2 separate regions of the Zea mays genome follow, and region 2 is linked to region 1. The links are chromatin contacts, called in public Hi-C maps. All regions are on one chromosome and are shown on one strand. Each heading gives the region's core, a stretch centred on a gene start, on an enhancer-like site or on the middle of the called end of the contact. The rest is flanking DNA. Distances are from core to core; before and after follow the strand shown.

The links. Hi-C and Micro-C count contacts between places; a contact is called where the count stands out from the background.
Region 2: a contact with region 1 is called in a Hi-C map of ear, with 3 times the contacts expected there. The contact joins the promoter of LOC114108589 here to the promoter of LOC100502165 in region 1. A contact is called at or near these places in 2 of 25 Hi-C or Micro-C datasets (ear and leaf).

What each region holds. Positions count from the first base shown.
Region 1 is chr4:154,588,608-154,591,447 of Zm-B73-REFERENCE-NAM-5.0, forward strand. LOC100502165 reads left to right here and starts at 1,345. Exons shown (of 1, transcript NM_001196643.1): 1 at 1,345-2,688. The coding sequence starts at 2,208. The coding sequence ends at 2,534.
Region 2 is chr4:154,778,556-154,781,395 of Zm-B73-REFERENCE-NAM-5.0, forward strand. LOC114108589 reads left to right here and starts at 1,444. Exons shown (of 3, transcript NM_001368233.1): 1 at 1,444-1,790; 2 at 1,910-2,323. The coding sequence starts at 1,602.

The sequences.
Region 1 (2,840 bases), core at 95-2,594:
GCTGAAGCATTATATCCCCAAGGATTTAATGAACTTCAGACGAAGACCATGAGTGAAATGTTACGAAGGTCATACCTTCGTGAGCAAACTTACAAAATAAAATGAATTAATATATCAAACATGAAGCATTAAAGATAAATGTATCAGAAATAAGCAACATTATCTACATATTTTATTATCTGATCATAAAAATGTCAGAACGTAAAGTTTGAGTACAATTATACCTTCTCCTTGACAGATGATAATTCTCGAGTAATGCGTTTGCAATTACAGGAAATCATGAACAGTAAAGGAATACTGTTCACTATTTATAGGCACAGGACACAGCCTGTGAGGAATTACAATCATGTCCCTCATAAAAGTTTACAACATTGACTCAGATCTTTATGGGCTAAAATGTCATTCTATCTTTAAGTCGGTTCGATCCTTCGTCTTCGGGCATGCTGCAACATCGAAGCTTTATGAGTGGTAGCTTCGGTCATCATGTATAAGCAGCTTTAGCCGAAGCTGTTTCTTCTTGCAGGACCTTCGGTGACGAAGCGTGACCCCAACACTGCACCAGAAGCTTTATAGTATATATCTATCGTGCTAGAACAATACTATTTCAGACATTTATTTATCTACAGTATAACTACCGTGTTAGAACAATATTTTATATGTCTACGTGTATCCAGCGGTGAGTATAGTTTTATATATATAGTCGGCTCATGCCTTGATCTGGTCAACCAACGTAAGCCCCCCTCACTGGCTGTTGGAGTTTGGGAACCTTTTGCTCGGCTTTCAAATTAATAAGGACGCAAAGCACTGTTGGAATTGTTGGGCCGTTCAAGTGACTGAGCTGGGCCAATCGGGCTGGGTTTGCTGCAACTGCCACTGCCAGGCATTGTATGCTCTTGGCATTTGGCAAGCTTCTTTCTTTGGTGGAGCCGGCTAGAGTGCTGGGAGATGCCTGCGCTGTTGGGGCAATCGCAGGCGTAGCAACTAGCAAAGTAGCAAGCCAAGAAGATGTGCCTTGCAAGCGACGTGACCCCGCGCGGGACACGAGATGGGGAAAAAAAGAGAGGGGCAAAGCTGAGCCTGAGCGGCTTTCAGCCCCATCCCATCTAGGGATCCCATCTAGGGATGACAGTGGGTAAGGTACCCAGTGGGCACACGAAGCCATACCCATACCCACTAAGAAAAAATTGACCCATACCCATACCCACTACCCATCATGGGTACAAAATTACGCCATACCCATACCCACCATGGGTAGCGGGTACCCATCGGGTACCCATACCCATTAACATTACGATAGACATGATCATTTTAAAACGCAAAAATAAGTACCAACATAACAAATATATCGAACCCGACATAATTTTATCATAGGTTCAACAATATTCAACATTACATGGCAATATCATGCCTTCAAATCACACAAAACATAGCATTGAGTCTAATTGTTCAATACACAATACTTAATATTTGAATATATAAGACTTCTAAGCTGTTGGAGCTTAAGGGCATCCTTCTCTTCCAATTCCAGTCTTGTTGCTCAGAGTAAAAGCTTCTACAAAGCAGTAATTAGAAGTACTACTACCTTATTAACAAACATAATCTGAAACTAACATCAAATGACTCTAAAATTAGCAACGGATTAAATTCTAGCATACAGTTATACATTGAGATGTGATAAAAAAATATTACATGGAATCTTGATAAATAAAGAACACATTCAAGTAAAAAAAAGAGGGGTTTGCGTGCATCGAACCCCGTTGATTTCAACAACTCTACGCTGGAGATGGTGGAAGAATCTTTAGCGGGCGTAGCTGGTGGTCCTTCAACAGCGAGGCGACTTCGATTGGCGGTGACACGACTCTTCTTGAATGGCGAGGCCACTGTTTTACCCATTAGATTATCTTTAACAGTAGCGCCGGCCGTGACAACGGTAGCAGCAACGGCGTCCCTTCGCGAGGTCGCCGTCACGATGTTAGTTCAATGAAAGTTTACTCACAATCGGTGCTCAGTACAATCGCACATATAACAAACACAACAAAAACAACCATATATTGAATCGAATATACCAAAAATCAAACGAATAGATTGTGCTCAGTGCTCACAGCTCACCTTGCGGTGTCTGAGTTGGTCGTCTCCGGAGAGGATGATACGTCCCCTGCCTGAATCTGTAGAGGAGGGGATGAGGCTGCTGGCCTAGTGCTTGGGTCATGGTCACCGTTCTCTGTGGACTGTGGGCTCGACGTAGCCGATACCGACGAAGACATCTGCAGCGGCGGCGTACCTGGGAGACGGCTGGTGGAGTGGCGGTTGCCTGGAGCCTTGGACGCGGGCGGCTAGCGGGCTGGCGGCTGCCTGGACGCGGGCGGCCGGCGGCGGGACTTGGTCTGTCCTGGACGCGGGCGGCAGGACGCCGGACGCCTGGTGAGCTGTGGATGTGCGGCACTGCGGCGGGGAGTCCGTGCGTTGGGATCCCGCGATTCCCGCCCGTGCGCTGGGACGACTGGTGGTGCGAGTTGGAGCAGGCGAGCAGCTGACTTGCGAGCTGCCGAGTTGGAGCCGTGGTCCGTGGAGTACTGGAGCGTGGGCGTGGTGCCCTGGACGGCTGGACTGGAGGTTTGGAGTTCTGGTCTTCTGGACGGACGCTGGAGGCTGGACTCTGGTGGGCGGCGGCAGCGTTAGGGACTCTGGTGGGCGGTGGCGGCGTTAGGGACAGAGACACAGGGTATTACGTATTAGGGTTAGGAAATAGCGAGAGAAAATGTATTTTATATGAGACATATAAATCCGGACCCACGTGTCATATATTAGCGGATTCCCCATCGGGTAGCGGGTATGGGGCA
Region 2 (2,840 bases), core at 194-2,693, 190 kb after region 1:
TGGCGCCGAGCATAGGGTCCAAACGTGCAAATATAATTTCTGGGGGTCCAAAAGTAAATTTGTGTCAAAAAAGGGGCTAAAAAACAAAAAAATTGGGAACGTGGGATGTCCTCGGTCATGTTCGTTTCAATCAAAGACTAAAGCTTACCATTAAAAAAAGGTATGTTATCTCTCTCTCTCTCAATCTCTCTTTGAAAATGTCATGTGTTTTTTTCCAGAAAAAAGGACTAGTCCTTATCTAGTTGTGGTTGTATACTGCAACAAGCCGCGAATTGCGTTGCTTTCTGCCGTTGGCCGCTTGCTCCTGGATGGAGCACTCAACTTCGGATTTCCGGGTGCTCCACAGTAGGCTGTAGCCTGTAGCTAGCTGCGCTTCTAAGAGTCGCTATGAGCTTTGGATCATAAAGTGCAAGTGGGCGGGAGAGCGACAGGATAAGAGAGAAGGGAGAGGCTAGCTTAGCTGCTGCCTTTTATGATCCAAAGCTCATAGCGCCCATCCATCCATGCCTGCGCCCTCCCTTCGACCATGACCCGCCCATCCCATTTCATGCCCATCAAGTCCAGTCCACCACGAGAGGAAGAAAAGATAAGCATAAATCCAGAAGGCACCGAGGAATCTGCCCATTGTTCTGTGTTTTTTTTTACCGTGCTACCAAATTCTTACAAGTCAAATTGAGCGATTTACTGTTAATCTAAAAGGTGAATACACGGTGCGCTTCCATTGACCAAGCCATAACCCTGTTCCGGATCGCCAGGATCTCACTTACACGGTAGCTAGCTAGTAGCCTACTATACGATTCCCGACTCCTATATATTTATATGTATACACACACACGAATACTAGTAACATAATAATAGAACGATAGATAGACACGTCAGAATCCCGGTGGTCAACAGCAGAACCATGAAGAAGAAATAGGCGGCGTGACGCTACCGCCCGCCGGCCGCCGCAGACGACGGTGTTTCCTTTCCTCTCCTCTCTTCTCCTCCGTCGGAGTAATTTGACACTACCGCGCCGCGCTCTTCAAAAGTCCGCGTCCGTACCGCCGGAACCGTCACGAAATGAGGTCAAACCGGGGGGGCACACAGAAGAGATGGTCGACACGGACAAGGAGGTCCGTCTCTGAGTCTGAGATGCATGGCCCGGCCGCCGGACGTAAACACCGGACCTAACACACGTCAGGTCGGCACAGCACAGTCCCCAGGCAGATGCAGATGCTGATGACATGCACAGGAAAGCCTCCTCCTTCCTGCCTTCTCCGTCGTCGTCTTGACCTGGCTTTCAGTGCGGATCCTCGTCCCTTTATTACAAGCGAAGCGACGGCACCTAATCGCTTCTGCTTAAGCTTAACCCACAAGTCGCCTCGTGCCATCTCGTCGCGGCATATAAAAGTGCCATAGCCCCCACACACATATGTCTCCGCACTACTAAGCCCGTCCGGTCTAGCTAGGACTAGTAAGTAGCATACCATTACCATCCTCCGCGCGGCTAGCTCCGACTCGCTTTCATCCATACGATTGCCCGGAGCTCAAGCCCTGAGCTGAGCCGCCAGAGCGCGCGCGATCATCGCTTGAGGGAAAAGCAGAGTGGAGTGGCCGAGATGAAGGTGCAGTGCGACGTGTGCGCGGCCGAGGCGGCCGAGGTGTTCTGCTGCGCCGACGAGGCGGCGCTGTGCGACGCGTGCGACCGCCGCGTGCACCGCGCCAACAAGCTCGCCGGCAAGCACCGCCGCTTCTCGCTGCTCAGCCCGGCGCCACCGCCGCCGCCGCCGCTCTGCGACATCTGCCAGGTTCACTCGATCATCCATCCCCCGATCCCCGTGCAAAATAAATCTCTTCGGACGGGGTTCTTTCCGATTGTTCAGCCTGCGAGGTGTGCCCTGCCTGCCTCTGATCGATATGCATGCAGGACAAGCGGGGGCTCCTGTTCTGCAAGGAGGACCGCGCCATCCTGTGCCGCGACTGCGACGTGTCGGTGCACACGGCCAGCGACCTGACCATGCGCCACGCCCGGTTCCTGCTCACGGGCGTCCGCCTCTCCGCCGAGCCCGCCGCCGCGTGCCCGGCGCCGGAGGATGAGGAGGAGGAGGACGACGAGAACAGCAGCGGCAGCTTCTGCTGCAGCGCCGGCGACGCAGCCGCACATCCTCCTCCTCTTCCGTCGTCGGCGCCCGCCACCAGCCACGGGAGCGACAGCAGCAGCATCTCCGAGTACCTCACCAAGACGCTGCCCGGGTGGCACGTCGAGGACTTCCTGGTGGACGAGGCGGCCGCCGCCGCCGCGACTGACATCGGCGTCTCCGCAGCAGACGCGTCGTATCAGGTTGGTGCCGCAGTGCGCGTTTCCGTTCGACCGTTCCTGAGCCGAGCGGGCCTGAGCGCACCCATAGCATATCCCGACTCCCGAGCACGTCGGCGTCGGCATTAGTGCGCTGCTTTCAATCCAACCAGTAGCCATCCATTATGGGCGAGCTGTGTTCCCGGGTGGTCGTCCAGGCTGTGTGATGGCCGGCCATATAATATCTCCAGGAACAACATCATTTAGGGCTCGTTTGGAAGGGCTCTGGCTCCTCTGGAAACGGCTCCGGCTCCAACTCCTCCAAAAGAGTAGCTCCTTTGCAGGAGCAGATGCTTTTTGCAAATCGTTTGGTAAAAAACGGCTCCTTGTGTATGCTGTGCTCATCATTTGATTACCTAAAATCACTGCAGTGCTCTCTGTTGTCTGCAGTTCTTGTGGGAGCGGGTAGGGAGCCACAAATTAGAGGCTCCGGCTCCTTGGTCAGTTTTAGCTCCTGCTCTCGGTTGAGAGCCATTTTCGTCGACACGTTTGGGAGAGCTCC